Regions from separate parts of the Mus musculus genome. Here regions 1 and 2 are each linked to region 3. The links are chromatin contacts, called in public HiChIP or PLAC-seq maps. All regions are on one chromosome and are shown on one strand. Each heading gives the region's core, a stretch centred on a gene start, on an enhancer-like site or on the middle of the called end of the contact. The rest is flanking DNA. Distances are from core to core; before and after follow the strand shown.

Region 1 (4,650 bases), core at 1,912-4,411, 860 kb before region 3:
ACCTTGCAGGAGGGAGGGAGGGGGCATTGAGGGATTTTATGTTTGGGGAATTAAGTCCTGGAGTAAAAAGAACGATAAAGTCAACACCTGAACCTGTTTGAGGAAAGTCAGAGTGTGAGTGTGTGTGTGTGTGTGTGTGTGTGTGTGTGTGTGTGTGTGTGTGTGTGTGTTTCAGAAGCACCAGCCTACAAGGAGGGAGAGGGAGGGAGAGGGAGGGAGGGAGAGGGAGGGAGGGAGAGGGAGGGAGAGGGAGGGAGGGAGAGGGAGGGAGAGGGAGGGAGAGGGAGGGAGAGGGAGGGAGGGAGAGGGAGGGAGAGGGAGGGAGAGGGAGGGAGGGAGAGGGAGGGAGGGAGAGGGAGGGAGAGGGAGGGAGAGGGAGGGAGAGGGAGGGAGGGAGAGGGAGGGAGAGGGAGGGAGAGGGAGGGAGAGGGAGGGAGGGAGAGGGAGGGAGAGGGAGGGAGAGGTTATGGGCAGGCAGAAAGCTTAAAGAGAAAAGCCCAGGGGTATCTGTGGGAAACCTTGTAGTGCCCAAGACCATGGGTCTTGCTTGCTGAGCAATTCTGGAATTCTGTGTCTCCTTTAACTGTGTTTCTCAAGGATGTCACTGCTTTCTCAGGGAGACCCCTGCTGAGTGAAGAATCAGGATTTTCCTGTTTTGTAGGGGAGATGTTGAGATGTAACTGAATAGAATCAGAAACCTAGAGAGAGGGTTCATGATTCCAGGGAAGGACACCTCTCAGATGAGGAAGAGTGGTCCATTAGATGTGGGGGGGGGCTGCAGGGATCCTCTACACTTCCACTTGGTTAGCACTGGGGTCTCCAGAATCCTGTAGTGGAATACAAGCTCCCGTTCTCTCTTTGGCACATCCTGTGCCATCCCAGAAGTCCCTGGTAGGCAGAGATGTCTGCTGTCACCCTGAATACTGCTCCCATGCACGGCGTCTGGCCATGTGGCGGAGTCCAGCTTCCCTCCCTCCCTCCTGTCATTTCTGTCTTAGATGCTGCTGTGAACTGCTCTTTCCTTCCACCTCTGCTCCCTCCTAGGAGATGCAACCAGGGCACAGGGAGCTCCAGATGAGCCTTGATGGGCAGAGGCTTAGTAGTCCAAGCAGCCCTGCCTGTTCCCACTGCAAGGGCATGGCATGTGTTCTGCTGGGACCTCAATTCTTCTCCATGGGTTCCCCTCTTCCCTGGAGGGGTTTCTTTTACACTGTACTTCAGCCAATATCTACGCTGCTCCCTGCCATCTCCCAGGACGATGCAGGCTTCTCCTGAGCACTCAGCTTCCCACCCGCCATCAGAACGGAGCCTGGACTCTCTGCCAAATCATTTGGCTCTCTCAGATTCCGTTTAGCTACTCACTGTAATTTAGGTGTGGTCGCCGGCTTTTCCTGCTCCTCACAACCTCTCTTTTCCTTGCCCTTCAAACCTATCGGTTCCCAGGACACATTTCATGTCTTGTACCATATGGTGCATTCCAGGAAATTAGTGAGGGATGGAACACACATGGTTAATTCTCTATTCTTATTAACTCATTTGCGAGTCCCTTTTTATTCCTTCCAACCCTATCGTGTTTCCCTCAGCTACAGTTAACATTCCTGCCCAGAATTACCATCCCCATTTTGGGGAAGAGGGTCGGATTCTCCTGTGTTTTCTTTCTAGCTGGCAAGGAACAGGCATTCGTATGCATTAGACTGAGACCAAGATCTGGTGCTCTGTTCCCCTTGGTTGACCGTCACCGTCTTCGGTCCCCAGTTTCGGTGGACATGCCACAGAGATGGGAGAGTGGGGAACTCTGAAGATCCCACTTCTGGGGGTGTGGGGAGGGCTCTCATTTCCTGAGAAGGGGCTGAAACCCTCAGTTGTAGCCTCCGAGTGTGGACTCTGTAAATCATCTACAGTTTGAGGGTTTTACTCCATTGGTTTATACTCTGACCATACATCTCTGAGCTGAGTGTGGTTTTCCCCTATTTGAATTCCCCCTTCTCATCTCTGTTCTGGGTTCCACTTCTCTCTTATTTCTTCTCCCATGTCTTTCTGTCTTGGGGAACTTTTCTATTTAAAATGGATTCTCCATTTGTTCTAGAAAGTCTCTTTGCTCCTCGAAGTAAAGCACCATTCACTGGAAGAAAGTGAGAAAAAAATTAACAGGAGAGGTGTATTAAATGGTGTGTGTGTGTGTGTGTGTGTGTGTGTGTGTGTGTGTGTGTGAGATATAAGCCAGGACTAGCACCACCCAGAACTGCCTGCCTGACAGGCATGACGGGCTACCAGCATGGTTCAGAACTTCCAAGTAGACAAAGCAAAAATAAGGCTCCCGGCCAGTGTAACCTGGTTCCCCCTGCAGATAAAAACAAACCAAGCTCCCCTAAGAATAACAAACATTCGTGACTTGAACCCCAGATGCTGAGCGCTGAGCAAGGGGCTGCTGTCTCTGATTTCTTTAGCTCCCCCTTCTGTGCTTTGCCTTCCCTCCCGGTGAGTCCAGGCCAGGCTAGCTGACACTTTTTGTATTCTCTCTCCGTGCAAGCCCTGGCTCTGGCCTGACTTTGGGCTGCACCCTCAACATGTATTGACTCCCATTCTCTCTGCACCCCAAGCCTATTTCTTCTCTGGAAGGCCCATGAAGCTTTGCTGCAGCCCCAGGCCCATGTCATGACATTTTCTGGCTCTACGTGTCTGTGGGGGTTGCAGGCACTCTAGTCTTAGGATAGGACTAATTCGATCTTTCTGTGAGGGGTCAGATAGGAAAAAGTGTGGATTGGGCAAACTGTATGAACTGTCACTTAATTAGACTCAGCAAGGTCCTTGGGATCTCTGAGCACTCCGGACAATCCACGAACAAGTGTATGTGGCTGTGTTCAACAAAACGTTATCTGTGGATCCTGAAATACTAACTTCACGCCCTTTTGCTATGTTACAAAATATTTTTTTCTTTTCACTCCCCCTCCCTGCCCTTCAATTATCTATCCAAAAAATAAAAAAATAAAGATCAACGTTAGCTTAGGACAGCATACTGGGCAGTGAGCAGTGGGCTCACTCTGGAATGTTGCCATTTCTCTCTCATGTAGTCTCTGGACTCCAGTCTGCGGTGAGGAGATTGAAACAATACCTTCCCCTGTAGCATTGTTGCATCAGTCAAACACTTGCTTGCACACCAACAGCACCTAACTAAGGCAGCTGTGGCTGCGGTTTCTGTGGCTGCCCTCTGCTGCTGGCCTTTCCCACTGATAGAGAGGCGTGTGCTGCCCTCTGCTGGTAGGAAGAGAAACCAGTCCCGGGAAAGCTGGAGGATCTGCGAACTTCCGAAGACTTGAAAGTCTTGACTTGGGAGTTCCAAAACAAACCATGTCTCCCAGCTACCTTCCATATTTAGGGAAGGATATGCCTACCAGGCCTGACAGACCCTGACAAGCTGCACCCAGTCTGTCTCTTGCTTTCTCTCCCACTACTCTGAACCTTTACAAACTTCTTTGGCCTAAAACAGAGAAATATTGGAAAGGTTTTGAGCAGCTTGGGAGGGCCATTAGTTTAGAACTAACGAGTCCCTATATCAAAGCCCGCACCTGCCCCAGAGTGTCATGAATGCACACTGCTGTTGGGGACAGAAGCCAGCTTAACTCCTGACCCCCCTCCCCCCATTCCCAGAATGTGGCAAGCCACAGTAAAAATAGTATGTGTGTGTTCAGGACACCAAAAACAAGACACTTAAATCTTCCCTTCTTCCCAGCGTCCTCTCATACCCTGGCCCCAGTGTGATAGCCTGGCTTTTCTAGGCCTGTGCCCAGCCTCTACTTACTCAACCCCCTAACCTCCAGGGTCTGGAGAAAAGATAAAGGAACGGACTTCAAGATAGCAGGAATTGTGGGGAATGTGGGCGCAGAGGCCCTGCAGGGGTCAGGCAGGGTTGTGTCTGGAGGCTTCATGTTCATTCCGTTGGGACTACTTGCTGCTACCGCTAGAGATCAAGACTTGGTACCAACTTGGAACAACAGACTTCAGGCTGAAAGAAGCCCTGAGTGGAGGTGAGGCGGGCTGCCATCATGTGGTTATCTTTGGGTTCCTGGGTGGCCAGACCCTCCAAGGTTCTCCTTCCAAAATAAGCAGGTCGGCCACAGAGGAACTCTCCGGGCTGCCTGGCCCTGGATCCCCTGCCCGCCACTTGCCAGATCCCGATATTTTGTTGGTTGGTTAGGTTAACGGTGTGCTTTGATTAGCATTCTTGCAAGTAAAAACAAACAACCCAAGCGTTGTGGGACCCACCTCCAAGATTTGGCAGGCCCCAGGCCCTTAGTCTTTTCTTCCACGAGGGTCTTGGAGGCTGAGAGCGAGAGGGGCGTGACTTCCTGTGGCACCTCCCAGGAGCTGCCCAGAGGTTCCCCCCAGAGAGTCTTTGGTTTGGTTCCTTATTGAGGAGGCTTCTGTGATTTTAATTTTAACAAAGTTTGTTCCAGAAGCAAAATGAATCCTTGGGTAGTAGTGAGGAAGGTGGTCGGCGGTGGTGTGAGGGTGTTGAATGGGGCTGGCTCTGGTGGGAGGAGGGGGGAGGAGTGGTGGGTCCTGCGTGGGTGGGCTCATTCATTAGTGAGATTTTGCTGTGTGGGCTCCTGGACTAGGGTAGAGTGCAGACCACCAACGCCATTCGTGTGG
Region 2 (4,854 bases), core at 2,149-4,648, 660 kb before region 3:
GTTCCACACAAGAATCCAGCAGAGGGGGATGTTGCACAGAGGCAGCTTTCTTTGAGCTAGTCACTGGGAGTGTGCAGACTCTGAGGGGAGGAAATGTGTCTTTTCATCCTTTCAGGACCCCCAAATGCACCCTCCACTCATCGTGATTCGTTGGGTTGCAGCTCCAAGCCCCTGCACAGGTACAGGAAAGCCCCTTGCGATCTTCCTGTGCATTTAACCTGAGGAATTGTCCCTTCCCGCTTGCAAATGACAACACTATTTTAGCTGCTGTCGGAAGTTGGAACCTGGCAAGATCAACAGTTTTAAAAGACTCCTTAACCCAGAGGAGGTTTCCCCTTCCCTGCCCCTCCCCAGTCCTCTCCCTTCCTAGACATCAAGGACTGAGATCATCTGCAAAAGAACGAAAAGTAGAGTTCTGCTTTCCTGGCCCAACACCCTCACCCTTTCCTTTTTTTTTTTTTTTTTCTTTTTTCTTTTTTCTTTTTTCTTTTTCATGTTGACAGTGATGTTTAAAATCTTTCTCTTCAAATACAGATTGGCACCTGGGTCTGTAATCTCTCACCATCTTCTGAGAGTGACTGGGGCTTGCTCAGCCTTTGACACAAGAGAAAAAGTGCATTAGAATTTCCGACTTCTGTGATTTCTCCCTTCCTGTTTCCTATTGAAGGAGAGTGTAGCATTAGAGGGAGAAACCCAGAGAAAGTCCCCCCACCCTCACCTCCGCCCCCACCCACCCCCACCCACCTCCACCCCTGCATCCTCGAAGAAAAAGAAGACGAGAGGGTGAGTCCTTTACAACATCTCAATAAGAAGCCATGGACACGCTATTTATCTTGTAATGTCCTTTTGAAGATGTAAGGACTCCTGATTTAAAAGGCAAGCCTGCATCTAGTTTCTCAGCATCCCCCAGGGCCAGCCTTTCTCCTGGGCAGAGAGGAGAGGATGGAGAAGGGCTGAGAAGAGAGGCCTCTGAAGTCACAGCTTCCATGGGAACCAGAGGCACCTGCCCTGCTCTGTGGTCTCAAAGCAAGCCAAGAGCTCATGAGCTGGATGTTGGTGAGAAGGGGCTCATCCCCGTCATGGGGGAAATTCTCAAGCAAAGTGTGGTATAGTTGCTTCAGTCTACCTTGGTGGGGATTTTCAAAATATTTTCTAAAGCTTAGTAGTTTTTGGAGAACACAGCCACGAAGTATTGAGGAACAAATAGTCATAGTGTTCATTATGAGATCCAGGGGGCAGAAAGAGAAGCATCCCGGCTTTGAGGGCAAACTGGCTTAAATCCCAGCTTCAACTGAAATAAGCAGAGACAGCTCACCTCGATCCATCTTCTCTAGAATACAAGGATGAGTGGTATTAGGCACTCTTCTTATTGCTGTGGCAAAAACAAAAACAAAAACAAAAACAAAAAAACAAAAAAAACCAAACCTTACCAAAGCAACTTAAGGGAAGATTTGATTTGGCTTCCCAGTTCAAGGGAACACAGTCCATCATGGCAGGGGTGGGGTGGGGGAGTCATGGCAACCAGAGCTTGAGGCACCTGTAACATAGTGTCGTTATGTTACATTCTAATGTTACATTTGAGTGTGTGAAACATCAGCAGAAAGAACTGAACGCTGATACTCAGCTCACGTCTCCTTTTTATTCAGCTTGGGGCCCCAGACCTTCCAACAAATGGTGCCACTCATATGCCCAGTGGATCTTCCCATCCCAATTTCCCAATCTGGAAAGCCTCTCACAGATATGCCTGCATTTCCTTGGTGATTTTTAATGCTGTCAGTTTGAAAATCAACATGGACCATCATGCTACTTTTAGAAATTCATTGGAATTTCATTGGCCTAAGCTGGGTAAAAGTACTAAGTGTTGTGGCCCCTAGTATGATAGGCACTCAGGAGGTGTCACCTGACATCATGGTCTTGCCAATGAAATTGTGCTACAGTTCCTTCTGACTTTTGTGGTATCAAGGTGTCCTGGGTAGGTTTTTGTCAACTTGATACAAACTAGAGTTATCTGGAAAGAACTTCAATTCAGAACATTCTTCTACCTAGATCTCCACACATGCACGTCCATAGATTATTCTCCCAATTAATGATTGATGTGCGGGAGCCCAGCCCACTGTGGGTGGTGACATTCTTGGTGCATGAGTGATATAAGAAATCAGGCTAACATCACACCTACAGTCTAGTGTCTTTGGTACAGAACGCTATTCTGCAAGCTACCAAATAGAAACGTAAACACCAACTCAACCACAAATGCTTTGATCTACAATGCTGTTCTGCCTGCAAGAAAGCCAGGACAATGGTGGCACAAAGCTTATAGGAGTTGCCAACCAATAACTTATTTGACTTAAGGCCCACCCCATGAGATGGAACCCATATGTGACACTGCTTGGGTGACCAAGTACCAGAGACTAGACAGCCTATGGACCTAGAGTAAAATTAATTACTACTGTTCTAGACAAAAATCATAACAATAAAATAATTTTAATGGCATTCCATTGACCCATAGATCAGTGCATTGTTCAACCGTCTTCACCATGCAGCCTGCATCCTCCTGCAGCAGATGGGAAAAAATACAGAGACCCACAACCAGACATTATGCAGAGACCTTTGAACACTCAGCCCTAAATGGATGTCTTCGTCAAATCTAAAGGCTCAGAAAACCCTTAGGAAGAGGAGGCAGAAAGAGTGTAAGAAACAAAGAGAATGAAGGACATTAAAGAAAGATCTTAAGACACAGAAAAGTTAAAGGAGCAGTGGATAGGTAATAGAGTTGGGTTCCAGAGCCTCTCCAAATGGCCTCAGGCTGTGGCAGATGGCTCCTGGATTTAACCTAGCTAGAGGACAGAGATCTCCTAGGTCCATTTGGGGATCCATAGGCACATCTCTGGATGCTTATAGCTCCATCAAATGGTTCTCAGGTCGCAGGGCTGAGACACTAGTGAGCAAAGGTCACACGAAGTCATCCTCTCCTTCCTGGAAGGTAGAGCGGGGCAGCATTTGGGCCAACTACATTTTCAGAATCAAAGTTCCTATGAAAATACAATTTGCAACAAGAGCATGGTGCCTGGCTGGGAAAGGCTTGGATGCTTGGCATGGCATGGATGCAGACCCGGCTATGAGAGCTAGATTCTGGATGTGGGGCAGTATTTAAAAAGGATCTGGGAGAAGAGTCTTCCTTTATGGACAAGCTACAGTTAGACTAATGGATGCCTATAGTCGGGTGCCTACAAGGCTCAGCAGGATTCTGGCTAGCAATTTTCTGTTCCCTTGGCACATCAGAGTCACAGCAGGGTAACTCCATGGCCAAGGCATCATCTCATGACTAGAGTTGCAGGGTAGCTCAGGAGAACAGTCTGCTATGAAGCTTTCAGGGCTCCCCGTGAAGTTTCGGTTTCAATCTTAATAAAATATTTTTGAAAATTTCACAATTGCAGAACAAACAAAACCATGAGTCATGGCTCACAATTTCCCGGTGAATTTGCTATGTGATTGTGTCTCTGACAAGTGCATAGTTTCCAAGGACAAGGGAACCTTAATGTGAATATTTGACCTGAGGGGCATATGGTAAGGGGGAATAGTACAGCATCCCCCTCCTGGATATTATGTTCAACACCAGAACCCAAACGAGACTCAGTAGAGCTTGGCTATGAATTTTCCCAACTTCACACATTCATTGTAGTCCCCTCTTTCTCTGTATGTGTGTGTGTCTCTGTGTGTGTATATACATGTGTATGCCTGTATATACGTGCAAGTGCATATCGTGCATGTGTGTGGTGGCCAGAGGACAATCTAGAAGATTCTAGGTACTGAACTTGGGCTTTTATGCTTCTCAAAACAAGATGACTGAGCCATCTCCCCAGCCCCTCATCATCTGATTATTATTATTATTACTATTATTACTATTTCTGAATCATATTTTTGTCCTCTGCAATTGCATAAAATGAATTCTTCTAGGCCAACCATTTAAAAAAAAAACAAGATTAGATTTTCGTGAATGGAATGGTAGAAGTATGTGCAGAACCCTACAGGATTCTGCCACTTAAAGAACTCAGAACATTTCCATTCTCCTGTGGAAGAAATGGAGACAAGAAGCCAGACTGTGACACTGTCAGATATTCCCAGTAGCAGTACATTGCAGCCCACTAGACAACCAGTTAACAACAGCCAGAGGAACAAGGATCCACAGTCAAGTACACGTAGCCACGACTGATGCCACTCGACCTACAATACCCAAACAGGTCTCACCAGACTCAGCAATTATTTTCTCTTCTCAAGATTTTGACTTTTTGTTTGTTTGTTTGTTTGTTTTAACATATAGGCTCATTAACCTTGGGCATGTGCTACTTCAAATTTAACCTTGGACATGTGTTGATGCAAAACAAGAGTCTCATCTCATCTCCTCTCCCTACAGTTGCTTGCCACGATTCACTCAGCTCAGGCTCTTTGAGATTTTCAATTCTTATTGTCAGTCAGTGGGCTAAACCTTGCGGTAAAGGTCAAGGTTTCTCCTATCTCACACCATCATTGCCTTTTACACTCTCCCGGAAGGGCTCTTGTGCAATAGAAACCTGATTCAAGGGAACACATCTCACCAGAGACCTTTCAGTGAACGATGATCTGCAAATAGTCATTTTGTTGCTTGCCGAAGAAGGGGCTGAAATAAAACTTCAAATAATGACTATCGCATGTCATCCTCCAAGCCACCCAGGGTACCAAGGAGAAGCTTGTCCATTTCAATGGAGGAGATGTTATACAGTTATCCAAGTCTTGTTTGTTAGGGGGAGGGCGAGTGCTTTGTTTTCTTCTTGTTGATTTGGATTCCTCTCTCCTTCCTTCCTTCCTTCCTTCCTTCCT
Region 3 (5,019 bases), core at 1,343-3,842:
TAAGATTTAAAAAAAAGAAAACCTTAACTGGATGCCATGAAGCAAGCAAGCATAGACTCAGACTGTGACTGTCACTGTCTATGTCCCCTGAAGTCACAAGACCTGGAAGAACTGTCTTCTACCCAGTAAAGGACACAGCAGCCCAAGTCCTCTTATGGTATCAGGGACTGACTCCTGGCCCCCAAGGCACAATGGCATCTAGCATTATGCTGCTGTTCCAGTTTAGGTTGTGGGGTGCAGGTTGGGGAGACCCAAAATGAGTTCCTTCTTGGGCCAAAGCTATACAAGAGTTGCTGGCACTTTCTCTTCCCTGTTCTCATCCCTGCCCTGGAGGGGGTAGAGGTGCATTTTGCTGTCTTCTTTTCTCTGGCTACTTGCCGATTTTCAAAGTTTAGCTCACATCCTGGCTCTTATGTGGCATAGCTGTGCACAGGGACCTCTGCTCAGCTGTCATGGTTGTCTGCCTGTGTGAATGCCCCCCCACCCAAGGTGACCACTGCAGTAGAGAGATTGAGCTGGAAGTGACAGACTCCAGACTGCCCCAGGGTGCTGGCTTGATAGGTCCTAATAGGTTTTTTACATTTTTCTAAATATGCATAAAAAATTGAAAGTATGAATTAAAAGTGTGAGTGTGACTGTTGCCAGGTCAGTGGTGTGCAGCATGCCCGGGAGGGGCTTTCGTTTTCAGTCTGGCTTTTAGCTATGATCCTCTTTGCCACAAAGTAAGACTCCACACAGTCAGGAAAGGCCACCATTGGCCAGGTCTTCCCTCTCCAAAATGCAGACTCCTTAGCAGGAGATGAAAGGTGAGGTGTCACTTTCTTTACCTGGAATGCATTGTGTTACTGCAACCAGTGTCCAGTTTTGAAAGCCACAATTTATCCTGCCATGATCACCCATATGGCTGCCTCCAAGTACATCTACAGATGGGAGTTGTCCATACCTCCAGTCCTGTGCAGTGAGTCTCTGAGACTGCCATGCTGCAGAGGAAAAAAGGCCTCCCTTAGTGTCTGTCCCCACAGCCTTCCACTCCAGACTATAAATTATGCCTGGGAAGACAGTAATGAGTCAGTAATTTATAGACTATTACAATGCTTAGTTAGAACAGACTGCGGAGCATGTTGAATAGAGAACACATGTTTCCAAAAGACAAACAGACCCAGCACATCTCTTCCTTGGCTCAACCAACCCCAATCCATTAACAGGACAAAATGGGATGCCTTATTTTGCATATCACCCACTTCCCCAAAATAGACTCCCTAACCACTTGTTAACCACATTGACTTTAATAGACAGAATGGTCGCTATAGCTGTGCCACCAGAAATATTCATATTCAGTGTCCTATTAGCTCGTAGCCAGCAGTCTACAAAACAGGAAGAAAGCCTCTGCCTCCTCTCCTTGTTCGACTTGATGCGATAATTCATTGCAGATTTCTTTGTCTTTGACAGAGTGCCTACCGAAGGAGTGGGATGGCTTTCCTGGCCTGCTGAGGGGACCATGGCCGTGCCTGCCGCCACGAAGAGGGAGTGGTTCACCGAGGTCATTCTTGCCTGTCCTGCCGGAAAATAAAATAGGATTTTATGTTCTCCTGCCCTAGGGAGTGGCCTGCTTTGTTTCTGACTCTTCAACCGTCTGACTACAGCTCTTCCCCATCCTCCTCAGCCTTGTTTACTGAATGGGCCATTGCCTAATTAATGGCAGGATGTTGGGGATGGTGTGTAGGTGGACAGAAATGCACATCACACAATTTTGGAGTTTGAATTTGGCACAGATTTGCTGCCCTCAGCTCCTAAGTCTTAAAAGCGGTGTTGTGCGTTTTTTTCCCCCTCCAGTGTTTAGTCTGCCTTTTATATGATGCATTTTTATGATTCAGATTTGGGACAAAAGAGACAAAATTTAGATGAGTCAGTGTACCCTTCCCACTGACCCACCAACTGTGCTTTCCAACACTGTTGATTGTCTCTGTGTGCATTTTAGAAACATAGTTACTTTATAAACATACACCCATCAGAGATTCTGCTGGTGAGACAAGCCACCTGTTCCCTCCTCCCCCATCACCTCAGTCACTGAAGAGACCATCTTTATGCGCACGCGCGTGCACACACACACACACACACACACACACACTTTCCATGCCCTTTCATAGCACAGTTTAAAATCGGGAGCACGAGGATCCTAACCCTGCAGATTCTACCCCTGATGGGGATCCAGCACTGCTTGCTGGGAGCTGCCAAGCTACCCCTCTGCCATCCGTACTTTCTCTAGTAAACGAGGAAGTGTAACTCTTGGGAACAAACCAAAATATAGCAGATGCCCCGGCATAGCTCCTGATTAATATGAATCGAGCAGGAGGAAGTTATGTCTTTCGTTCTGTAAGTGTTCCGGGTAAGAGAGAGAAGCAAGAGCAGAAGTTTCCTGTGCGAACAAACCGTTCTGAGCCTCAGTGTGCTGTGCCCTGATGTGCCGTGCCGTTCCCCGCTGTGGTTTACCTGATGTGTAACAACCGTTTTCAGGAAGAAGAATGTACATGTTATAAAAAAAAATGCAGATATTTAATATCAAAAATTGCCGAGGGGTTCTGACGTTCCACCCGCGCTTATTGAAAAGTATGATTATGCTTTTTCTTTTCATCGTCACTCTCATTGCCCTTGGCGTCCCTAATCATGGGAAATTATAGCCCTGCAGTAAGCATCCTTATGCTGGAAATGGCAAGCTTATTGTATTTGGTTTCCATCTGCCAGAAGATCTCAAAGTTTCAGGGGCTGAGATCTCCCATTGAAAACCCTTCTCTGCCCCGCATTATATATTTGAAAACTGCACCAGGTAAAAAATGCAAGGTTTTCTTTTTCCCCTTCGTTTTCTTCTACCTAATCTCCTCATAGTCCCGGGAAGGGAAGACTCAGCGCACATTTCTCTCAGGAACACGACAGCTCTGTGTTTGTGTTGGTCTGCTGTATGTTTGTCTATCTTGAACTGTCTGACAGGTAATTATTTATAAAATCTGCTTTTGCCCAGGGAGCTCACATAATCACTTTCACTTTTCATCATCGTCCAGAAAGCTGAAGGTAAAATGAAACAAGGTCTTTTGTGTCTTTCCTGAGCGAGCCGAGATGTGCCCATAGTCGCTCAATATTAATAGTTTTAATTTTTTTCTCTTTCCTACACGTGGGCTCTTCCCCTAGCCCATTGAACAAGACTAAATTAGAAGTACGACAAAATTTTATAGACAGTGATATAGATAAAATTTAGAAGAAAAATCTCACAAATGATACTTCCATAAACTATACCCTCAGATTAAAGTGTCACCTATTATCACAGTAGAGAAGGCAGCTGTGAGGGCCATTGGGAATTGTCACATACTTAGATGCAAACGAGCCTGGCCTAGACAAGCAAATGACTGTCCTGGGTCACCGTCTGTGATTCCCGAAGCCTTAACACATACTTTACCACCCTGGACTTATGAGACTGTCAGCCAGACACAACAGGGCTCTCATATTTATTCTGTACAATAGCATAAACTTATTTCTTAAAGATACTGATTATACACACAGCTAAAGTATAAATGTGGAATCATAATAGTGAAATCTTTGAAGGGCTGTGCCAGTAAATGACACACTTTCTACACATAAGGCCCAACTCTCAATCAGGTAGCAATACACAGACAGTTCCTGGGTGGGATTTTATTGTTGTTGTTGTTAATCCCCTGTACTTTAGCAAACTTAAAAGTAAATAAACCCAAAGATAGTAAATAGCTTCTCTTCTGGAAAATTGATGTGGCCCCGTAGGTAAGGAAAAAGGAAGCAGAAACCTTCTACTGCCTAAACTCACAAGTGTGACTTTCTGGAAATGCCCTTTTGGGGTCATGTCTAAAGGGAGTGCCTTCACACATGATAATAGTTGAGATTCAAAAATAATGTTCCAGATTAAGGTTTTTATTTAAAAAACATCAGAAATGCAAATATTTTTAAATATACAGTGTATATAGATAGCTCCTGTGAGGCTGTCTGGTCTTTGTTTTTAAAAAGTAGTAAACAGGGGCTGGTGAGATGGCTCAGTGGGTAAGAGCACCCAATTGCTCTTCCAGAGGTTCTGAGTTCAAATCCCAGCAACCACATGGTGGCTCGCAACCATCTGTAACAAGATCTGACTCCGTCTTCTGGTGTGTCTGAAGACAGCTACAGTGAACTTACATATAATAAATAAATAAATAAATCTAAAAAAAATAGTAAACATACCGACTTCAATGTTTTACCTCATGGAAGATAAGTAAACATAACTGGAGATATGAGCTCTGTCTGAAAGAAAACAAGTTTATTTGTCTAGAAATTGTAAAGTTTGAACTTAAGAATTTTTTTTCAATATAACACCCAAATTAGGCATTGCTTTCAGGCTCTTCTAACCTGTATGAGACAGGGAAGCAGCACGAAGCGTGGGCACTCTCATCTGCCTCCTGCAACTCAGGTAGAACCTTCCCAGGTCACATTTAAGTTCTCCCATCAACCATGTATACGTCCCGTAAAATCTTTTACGGTTTCCTGTATGCTTTGGCTGAGCATTTCATAGTATATAAACACTTCCACAAATAGTGTAAGGGCAGCGAATAGAGTGTGTCAAAGCGGCGCCCCTCCAGGAACCCAGGTCCCCAGCTATGTTCTATCTTGTTTGGAATCCAAAATCAGTGGTAAGGAGCAGGGACTCCAGCAGTTTCCGTGGAATTGTGTTCACTAAGGGAAAGGCTCTCTCCAAGGGCGTCCAGCCAAGTTTAGGCAACAGAGCCATGCTGTGGAAGGTGGATGTCGGTGTGATGTCGTCCTGGAAAACGAAAATATCAAAAGGTCCTGTCTCTTAAAATGAATCTCAAGTGTTTTGAGTGGGGTGGTGATACCTTGTGGGGGGGGGGCATGGATTTAAAGTATGAAACAAAATATCAAGCATACAAGCTGTCCTAAGTCTTGGAAATTTTGTAACAGAAGCATAATTTAAAATGGTCAGTTCGTACTCAGGAACAATAACGCCAA

The links. HiChIP or PLAC-seq counts read pairs in DNA pulled down with a chosen protein or histone mark.
Region 1: a CTCF HiChIP or PLAC-seq map of large pre-B cells shows a contact between it and region 3, with 5 times the contacts expected there. The contact joins two enhancer-like sites. A contact is called at or near these places in 1 of 15 datasets of contacts at CTCF or cohesin (large pre-B cells), 4 of 484 Hi-C or Micro-C datasets (the HPC-7 cell line, adipose-derived mesenchymal stem cells, bone marrow-derived macrophages and 1 more) and 1 of 115 datasets of contacts at active chromatin or transcription factors (large pre-B cells).
Region 2: a contact with region 3 is called in an H3K4me3 HiChIP or PLAC-seq map of bone marrow-derived macrophages, with 4 times the contacts expected there. The contact joins two enhancer-like sites. A contact is called at or near these places in 2 of 115 datasets of contacts at active chromatin or transcription factors (bone marrow-derived macrophages and large pre-B cells).

The regions. Positions count from the first base shown.
Region 1 is chr17:44,253,575-44,258,224 of GRCm38.p6, forward strand. The region is part of intron 4 of Clic5 (chloride intracellular channel 5); the gene reads left to right. Among named protein-coding and RNA genes, the nearest start is that of Clic5, 67 kb to the left of the region's middle. Within about 2 kb of position 3,162, at least 39 of the 459 cell types and tissues checked have an H3K27ac peak or open chromatin away from gene starts, as enhancers often do. A contact at or near this core is called in the HPC-7 cell line, where this site is marked.
Region 2 is chr17:44,455,838-44,460,691 of GRCm38.p6, forward strand. No RefSeq gene overlaps it. Among named protein-coding and RNA genes, the nearest start is that of Runx2os3, 100 kb to the right of the region's middle. Within about 2 kb of position 3,399, at least 43 of the 459 cell types and tissues checked have an H3K27ac peak or open chromatin away from gene starts, as enhancers often do. A contact at or near this core is called in bone marrow-derived macrophages, where this site is marked.
Region 3 is chr17:45,117,694-45,122,712 of GRCm38.p6, forward strand. Supt3 (SPT3, SAGA and STAGA complex component) reads left to right here. Exons shown (of 12, transcript NM_178652.3): 12 at 1,450-1,597. The coding sequence ends at 1,491. Among named protein-coding and RNA genes, the nearest start is that of Gm35097, 27 kb to the right of the region's middle. Within about 2 kb of position 2,593, at least 88 of the 459 cell types and tissues checked have an H3K27ac peak or open chromatin away from gene starts, as enhancers often do. A contact at or near this core is called in the HPC-7 cell line and bone marrow-derived macrophages, where this site is marked.